Linked DNA regions of Astyanax mexicanus: region 1 is linked to region 2. The links are chromatin contacts, called in public Hi-C maps. All regions are on one chromosome and are shown on one strand. Each heading gives the region's core, a stretch centred on a gene start, on an enhancer-like site or on the middle of the called end of the contact. The rest is flanking DNA. Distances are from core to core; before and after follow the strand shown. Region 1 overlaps adam9 (ADAM metallopeptidase domain 9). Region 2 holds the start of adam9 (ADAM metallopeptidase domain 9).

Region 1 (4,367 bases), core at 285-2,784, 43 kb after region 2:
CTGTGGCAACAAGCTGGTGGACGTGGGAGAAGAGTGCGACTGTGGCTCTGAGGAAGTGAGTCCACTCATAACACAATGCTGTGTCAAAATTGCAAAGTTTAGGAGACACAAATATCACATTTGTTTTGTTTGTTTAGCCTTATTTGGCACAGTTTTTTTTTCCTTTTGAATTAGAGCCAGTTTCATATAGTTCTGACATGTGTGACCATTAAGAAAATGATCAGCTCAAAATATTTGTGTTTTAGTCCTATATAGTAGATTTATACTGGGTTACATTACACATTTATTACTGTCAGGGTTTAATAACATTTTTTTTCCAGACTGAAAACCTGAACATATTTAGATTCATACTGACTTTACGTTTACTTAATTTTTTTTTTTTTTTACCAGATTAATCCAAAATTATTACATTTAGGGCCCTGTCTTACACCCTGTGGAAGGCACGTTGCGATGCTCATTGTTATCTTATACCCCGTCAATAGTCTATGTTCATGCCTTGCGCCTGCATCGTTTAAATAGCAAAGACACTTATGAATATATGTATGCCAAAGGACGTGAACAAGCAAGTCATTTTCCTCTGCTGAGAAGCACAGGAGTGCTACACTGTGAATACCAATCTGCCAAGGGTCAGAATGCACCTAACTCTTAAAGAGAGGTGCTGATTAGTTTTTTTCATGTTTTGCCCCAAAGACATTCATGATTAATTAAGAAAATTAGTTCATGCCCATGTGTGTTTACGTGGCATACTCATGATACCAAGGACACAATGAAACACCGTAAATCAAACTGTGCTGTATGTGATTGATAGCTCGCCTATCAATCACTAAAATAGGGTATTTAGACTGTAAAAATGACATACACTGCAGATAAATTGTGGATTAATATCACTTTACGTTTATCATGAAAATCAAGCCACAGTTACTACTCTCAGACTGTGAAAACTACACACCATGCATACTCATACTGTATGTGACTATGGGATTATTAGTAGGGGGAGTTGAGCGTTTCAGTGCAAAGCACAAAAAATAGGCTTTTCATGTAGTGAGAGTGTGTGTAGATTTATTGTAGGAAAAGGAATGTTGATAAATCTGTGCGTGTGTGTGTGTGTGTGTGTGTGTGTGTGTTGCAGGAGTGTAGGAAGGATCCCTGCTGTGAGCCCAAGACTTGTAAGCTTCGAGCTGGAGCAGAGTGTGCCTTCGGAGTCTGCTGCAAACACTGCAGGGTAGTCACATTATTTACATGAGTGTATATAAAATATATATTTACTGTCAACTTCCATCAATAACTGACAGATGCCCAAAAAAATTAAAAATGTCAAAAATGCATGTTTTATTTCTCTCTCTTTCTCTCCATCTCTCTTTTTCTGTCAGTTTCTTCCTGGTGGCACTGTGTGCAGGAGCAGTACAGATGAGTGTGATCTGGCTGAGTATTGTAACGGGTCTTCATCTCTGTGTCAGAGTGACGTTTTTAAACAGAACGGCCATCCATGCAAACAGGACCAGGCCTACTGCTACAACGGCCAGTGCCAGCACTACGACACCCAGTGCCAGGCCATATTCGGACCCAGTGAGTACAACCTGCAACACAATTTGTCCTTATTATACTGATGCTATTGTATGCACACTGGCCTACATTCTAAAAAATAAAGGTGCTATGAAGAGTGATGCCAGTTCTTTGAGTGATGCCATAGAAGAACCATCTTTGATTCTACAGTAGAGGTGTGTAATATAGCGGTGTTTCAATTAGTGTAAGTGCAATAGTGTAACGGTTCTTAAGAACACAGTATTAATTTGTAATCAATGATTTATTCCCATAAATACATATTTTCATTCTAGAAACCTTAGTGCTGCTAATGGTGCTGATACAAGAGCTGCTGTGAATAAAGTGGTATTAGAATGGCAAACTCAAGTCTTCATCTGCTCATTATCACATCGTTAAACCAAAGAAACACAGTATTAGAATTGAGGAGCGCTGGCACACTAAAAGAAAAAGAGAAATGAGTTAAAATTACCAGATTTATAAAGGATTATAAAGATTTATCTTTACCAGATTCATAAAAGATTTGTTTCACATTCTTACTGCGATTACACATTCTCACTATAGAGAAGTGTATAGATTTTTTCCAAAACTGGGTTAAAAAATATGGCGATATATTACCTTGCTTACAGTATCGTAATGTATCACAATATATCGAATCATAACCCATGTATAATTATTCATATACATATATATTGTATGGTTCTTGCCAATACACTGCCATATGGGTGAGTATATAGAACCTTTAAAAGCTTTAAATAAATTTGACTTAAGCCCTCTTTGGATGGGATTAGCTACTCAGGGGGACGTCTGTGAAAAATATTTCACACTTCTACTCAGTGATAAAAAAACAGGAGGACCAGTGAGGTTTTTTTGCTTTCTAGGTCACATGACATCGCATTCAGTAGCTCCTCCATTTCTACTCGCCATTGTGTTTACGTGGATTTCCGTGAAAATGTCAATTTTGAAAGAGCAACATATATAACACAATAGTTTTACATAACATTGTAATTTTGTTATATTTTTTGTTTTTGCAGGGGGTGGTTGCATGAACCATTTTTATATTATATGTTGATTAGACTACATAGGGAAAGTAAAAGAAGTTTCATACTAAAAAAATACTTTTTAACAATATTTAACAACAATATTTCTTAGATCTTTAAACTTTAAAACTGGTCAGCGAAAAACAGTAGGTAATTCAAGCTGTAATTTTCTCAGAGGACATCTGAGAAGAACACTTATATGGTCGTTCTGGATGGGAATAAACTCATAGTGGACACCGGTGAAAGAGAAAATTACCGCAGGAACCCCTGAGATACTAATTCTGTTCAGATAGGGCTTTAATGTAAAGTTTCAAATGTAAAGGTTATCAACACTCATATGCTTTTTTTATCAAACCAAAGGTGTTTTTTCTAAGACATCACTTAAAGAACACTTTGTAGTACCTTTATTTTTAAGAAAGTAATTCCCATATTGAAAAGAACATAACAATTCAGAGGTTTTCATGCCCTTTAAATAAACACTCTCATCCATAGGAAATGCAATAAAGGCAGTTGTGTTACCCATGATCTCTGTGCCACAATCCTACTTTGGACCTCTCAAAATGTCAATTGTCTTCCTTGCACAATAGACCCGAGCTTTTTATCTCAATTGTGAGTTGTAGGATGCATACAAACAGATCATTGTGGACTTCCAGCCCTGTAGTATAAGACTCAGCTGCGCCATCTGCTGCTTCTTGTAATAACTGCAGATTCCTCAAGACTGCCTCATGTATGAAGCTAAGATAAGATCAGGGTGACCCTTACTGAAAGAATGTCTGGTGGAACTTGGCTTTAACAGCAGTTATAGCTTTGGAAATGTTAATCTTTAAGCAGAAATAATGTTTCTTAAATTTGGATTTTCTCTGACAAACAGAGGCGAGGGTTGCTCCTGAGGCTTGCTTTAAGGATGTCAATTCGAAAGGTGACCGCTTTGGAAACTGTGGCTACCAAAGCTATGGCTTTAAGAGATGTGAGAGCAGGTACAGTAGAACAAAACCTCATTACATCTCATTACATTACAGAGTAATACAAGTACTGTTATTGTAGATTTCTGTCATTTTCATAGCTGTAAATTACTAAAAAAGAATGTCTTGTTACCACTTTTTTTTTTACCACGTCCTTTTTTTAGTATCTTATCCCATCTTTTTCATAATGTCTATTGTTTTTTATAGCAATGAGAGCCCAACATCATTGAGCCAGTATGGCAGTTCTAAACATTTTTATGATTATTATTTCTGTTGTATTTATTTAGGAAATAAAAACATATATTCCTAAATACATTCCACTGTCTCAATATTCTAATATACATTTGCTATTTATTACACTTTAAAATGGCTGTAACTGCATTATTATGCAATTATATTATCATTATATCTGTAGCATAAAATTGTTCTAAAATGACAATAATAAAATCTAACACAATAATTTCTGGCTTCGTTCAAGCTCACACTGGAAAAAGTTTGTGAAGCCTACAATACTTGCACGTAGGCTGAAACACATCTATGCAATTACATGATAGGCTAATGAAAGATTATTCTTTTTTTTTCTTCCTATATTTAATCGAAAGATTTTGGCCTGTGTCTGATCAGTAACAATATTGAGCATCAGATAAGCACACTTGTAGTTTTAATTCAAGAAATTTATATATATTTTTAATTGTTTTGTATAAAGAGGCTCTACAATTTATTTACTATTATCTTTGTTTCTTTCTTCCTTCCTTTCTCTCTCTCACTCCCTCTCTCCCTCTCTCAGGAATGCCATGTGTGGCAAGCTGCAGTGTAAGAATGTTCA
Region 2 (4,250 bases), core at 855-3,354:
AAAGCGAAATGCGCATAGCTGTGTATACGTACCCACAACAAGCCTGCCTGTACGCAAAGCGCTGCTAGCTGCAATGCTATTGGCTGTAAGAGTAAGGGACCGGGGTTAAATGACCAACTTGTTTTAAACAACGCACATACTTTATGACTTATTTTCATTTTGGGATAAAAATACGTACTCAATATCGGAAAATAATACTGATAATAGAGATTAACTACTGTTGCTAAACAGAAACAACGCTTTAGCAAAGTTATAAGACGGATCTAATATCGAACCGCTAGATGCAATTTTACATAGTTTTGAGTACACCCCTACTTTCCCAAACAAACTGGGGCGAAGAAACCTAGTCATACTAGCTTTTCGAGATCTTACCGCAGAAACGCAAACACAACTGTAGCGTTAACTATAACGCTTGTGGACATGGGTTAAAATGCATTTATCTGTACTTATACTTAACGAGCCCAGGAGTTTTGTACCAAAACTGCGTTAGAGAAGTAAAAAAAAATGTTAGGGACACCGATGGGTGCATGTCAAATTGGCGTGTAGTTCCCTAGATAGTTAACAAGCTGAAGTAAAAGTGTAACTGATAATACCTTAAAGGATTTGACAGACACTCTTATTTAGAGAAACTTACATTTACACTGTATGGGAGTGTAGTTGGATCCTTATTTGCAGCTTCTGATACATTTAGAGCCTTATTTGATGCATTTACATTGATAGGTAAATGTGAAGTTATTGGTGTAGTGTCCTTGTGGACACATGGTAGACCACCTAAATGATGTTCCAGTTATTGTTGGCTACAGTAGTGGAATTCAACTGCTCAACTACCTGAACATATTTAAACCAGTGATATTTTTGCCTGGTCCAGCTAAATATCTGTTTGACGAAGAACCAGCAAATATTCAACCAATGATCATCTGAAGTCAGTCACCCTCAAAAGTTAGCCTAAGCTGTATTTTCTACATTAATGTCCAATTCCATGCAATCACATAATTATCAGCCAGTCAGGTATTTGATTGCCCATGAAAATCCATGAACTGTTAAGTATAAATATTAGTAACAGTCTAATGTTGCATTCAGGTTCACTTAGGAAGCTTGGTTCTTACATCTTTTGAGCTCATAAATTTACGACATGATTTCTTTACAAGTAGTTTAGGTAACACAAACATCCTATATATTGTTTTTTTTTCTTTTATGTATCTGTGTTTTTCTTTTACCAACAAAAAACAAGTATGTTCAGTTAATGTAATCAAAACAAACTTATAAACAGCAAAGTATCCAGTAGAAGTATCAGTAGCATATTGCAGTTGCTGTTATTGAAACAGCCCTAACTCTTAAAGGTACTGAGAAAAAAATCCCTGTTTTTCACTGGAAAATTAGAAAATTTTGGTGGTATTCATGTACAATAATCTTTATGACTGTGTATTAGCAAAAACCTAGAGATACAATAGGTGTCATTGCAGTTATGATTTAATATATTGCAATACAGTAAGCATCGTGATATTTACAAACAGCTCTGTAAATAAAAAAGAGGCCACTTAAAAATGATACATTTCTTTGATTTTACCAAATTGTAAACCTCTGGAATATAATCAAGAGGAAGGTGAATGATCAAAAGCCATCAAACTGCTTGAATATTTGCACCAGGAGTGGAATAAAGTCATCCAAAGGCAGTGTATAAGACTGGTGGAAAAAACAAGGGTTATTCTACCAAATATTGATTTCTGAACTCTTAAAGCTTGAATATGAGTATAAGTTTATTTTCTTTGCATTATTTGAGGTCAAAAAGCTCTGCATCTTTTTTGTTATTTCAGCCATTTCTTATGTTTTGCAAATAAATGCTCTAAATTACAATATTTTTATTTGGAATTTGGGGGAAATGTTGTGCATAGTTTTGTAGAATCAAACAACAATGTTAATTTTACTCAGATATATACCTATAAATAGCGGATTTAGAAACTGAAGTGGTCTCTTTTTTTTTCATAACTGTATTTTAAAACCACACATTCACTCAGTACTGAGAGTAGGGATTAGGGCGTAGGGAGCCACTTTGTGTAGAGGGCATTGTTAAATGAGATGTTCCCATTGTCGACCTCTGTCGTCGGTCTGGGCTTCATTGCAAATTCACGTCCGACCCTCATGAGTCTACAAGCTTTCTGTCGGATAAGCCAGCAGTCCCATTTCTGAGAGGATTACTTTGAAAACAGTCGCCTGTGTGGAGGAACATGCTTATCTCAGCAAGCTTTAACTGAAAGAGGCAGAGCGGAGATGAAAATGAGCAGGTAGCTGAAGTTCTTTACGGCTGTTTTAATTTTTTACCTCCTGATAGGAGCGTTATGTGGAGTCCAGCGGGCTCTTTGCCATTGCTGGGAAGGCGACGCCTGGATAAGGAAAAGCTACCAGAAACTGACTGTTAAAAATCCTCAATTCACCGAATTATTTTGGAGAAATAATGGCTGTTTTACAGTCTTCTCTTCGCATTCAGGCAGCGTGTGTCCTGTTTATGCTCTTCCAGCTTTGGGACTGCAGCGAAGGTAAGTAAACAGTAAACACTGGGGAGCTCCATGTCGGCTTTTTACAAGTTTCCGGTCCACCTTAAATAGTGCAGCAGTTTTACACAGCCTCGCGTCAAGGCGCCAGACCGTTACTATAGCGCTTTTTAAGGTGGAACGGAACATTCGAAGTTGAACCTTCTCAACACTGTTACAGTTTGCAGAAATCAGTGTTTTTGTTATTATGACGAGGTTTTATTTCTGTTCCATCTTTCTGAAACATTTTTTAGTAAAAACTTAAGAATATTAAGCTGTTATTTTAATTTGTATTAAACTAAAAGTTTGGGACACTTTATATATCTAGGATAGTTAACTGTTAACTAGCTACGTTAACAGTAACATTTTGAAGACTGGAAATACCTTTACCAAGACAAAAAAGAGAGAGAGAACAAATTGGGAAAATTGCTTTTTAGGTTTGTTTGTACATTTTTATATATTTAAATATATTTGACCATTTAGTCTTTTGTATGGTAGAGATGTTTTTACTGTAAGCAGGATCACGTCTAGTCTACACACAGACTTGTGCTATCTCTGACTGTAGGAATAGCAACTATCTAACCTACACGTTTAAGAAGCTTACAGGTGCTCTGTAAAAGCTTATGTGTGTTAATGCTCAATGTCTGCATAGTGAGACTACACATAGACTAAGGACACACATATCCTGTATTTCATTTTTTTGTAAAGTATTGATAATTTGTTGTAATATAAGAGAGACCAGGGGTGGTCATTAATTTTTCCAAGGGGCCATAAAATACACTGAAACTGTTTTGGAGGGCCAGACCAACAGATTCAACCCAATGTGTCTCAGTGTTATTTTTTATTTTTACAACAAGACTAACAGGCCACTTAAAATGACAAGTTTCTTTGATTTTATCACATTAAAAACCTCTGGAATATAACCAAGAGGAAAATGGGTGATCACAAGCCATCAAACCAAGCTGAACTGCTTGAACTTTTGCACCAGAGGTGGCATAAAGTTATCCAAAAGCAGTGTGTAAGAGGTTGAGGAGAACATGCCAAGGTGCTTGAAAACTGTCATTAAAAACCAGGGTTATTCCACCAAATATTGATTTCTGAACTCTCAAAACTTTATGAATATAATCTTATTTTCTTTGCATTATTGGAGGTCTTATTTCAGCCATTTCTCCTTTTCTGACAATGACAATATTTTTACTTGAAATTTGGGAGAAATGTTGTCCGTAGTTTATAGAATAAAACAACAATGTTCATTTTACTCAAACATATACCTATAAATAGCAAAATCAGAGAAACTGATTCAGAAACTGTGCTCTCTTATTTTTTTTCCAGAGCTGTATGTCGAAAAGAATACTGACGGTGTTCTAATTCGTGAACTTGCTCTACTTAAATGCTTTGCAAATAAAATGGGAAATTCTCCATGTCATATGCCAAGCAACATCAGCATTGTGAAGCAGTGGATCTGCATTTTGTGGTGATCTGCTCTGATGGAGCTCCTTCCATTGCTATTTGTATAAATGAAGTGGCAAAACTGATCATCCAACAACATCACTGATCCTCTCAGAGGTTCAGGATCTATTGTAAAGCCTTCCTAAAAGAATACTGGCTGTTATTGCAGCAAACTGGGACAAACTCACTATTAAACTCCTTAATTTAAGAAGAAATTTAAGAAATGGTGGATGAACAGGGGTCTACAACCTTATCACCAGTGTTTTTCAGAGA

Evidence for each region. Hi-C and Micro-C count contacts between places; a contact is called where the count stands out from the background.
Region 1: a Hi-C map of muscle shows a contact between it and region 2, with 16 times the contacts expected there. The contact joins the enhancer-like site here to the promoter of adam9 in region 2. A contact is called at or near these places in 2 of 3 Hi-C or Micro-C datasets (both in muscle).

What each region holds. Positions count from the first base shown.
Region 1 is chr12:30,377,762-30,382,128 of AstMex3_surface, forward strand. adam9 (ADAM metallopeptidase domain 9) reads left to right here. Exons shown (of 22, transcript XM_015604366.3): 12 at 1-55; 13 at 1,130-1,222; 14 at 1,371-1,566; 15 at 3,451-3,556; 16 at 4,329-4,367. Among protein-coding and RNA genes, the nearest start is that of ogdha, 15 kb to the right of the region's middle. Within about 2 kb of position 1,535, the one cell type or tissue checked has an H3K27ac peak away from gene starts, as active enhancers do.
Region 2 is chr12:30,334,270-30,338,519 of AstMex3_surface, forward strand. It overlaps adam9 (ADAM metallopeptidase domain 9), which reads left to right and starts at 2,105. Exons shown (of 22, transcript XM_015604366.3): 1 at 2,105-2,534. The coding sequence starts at 2,453. It overlaps nudt18 (nudix (nucleoside diphosphate linked moiety X)-type motif 18), which reads right to left and starts at 250. Exons shown (of 4, transcript XM_007229348.4): 1 at 33-250.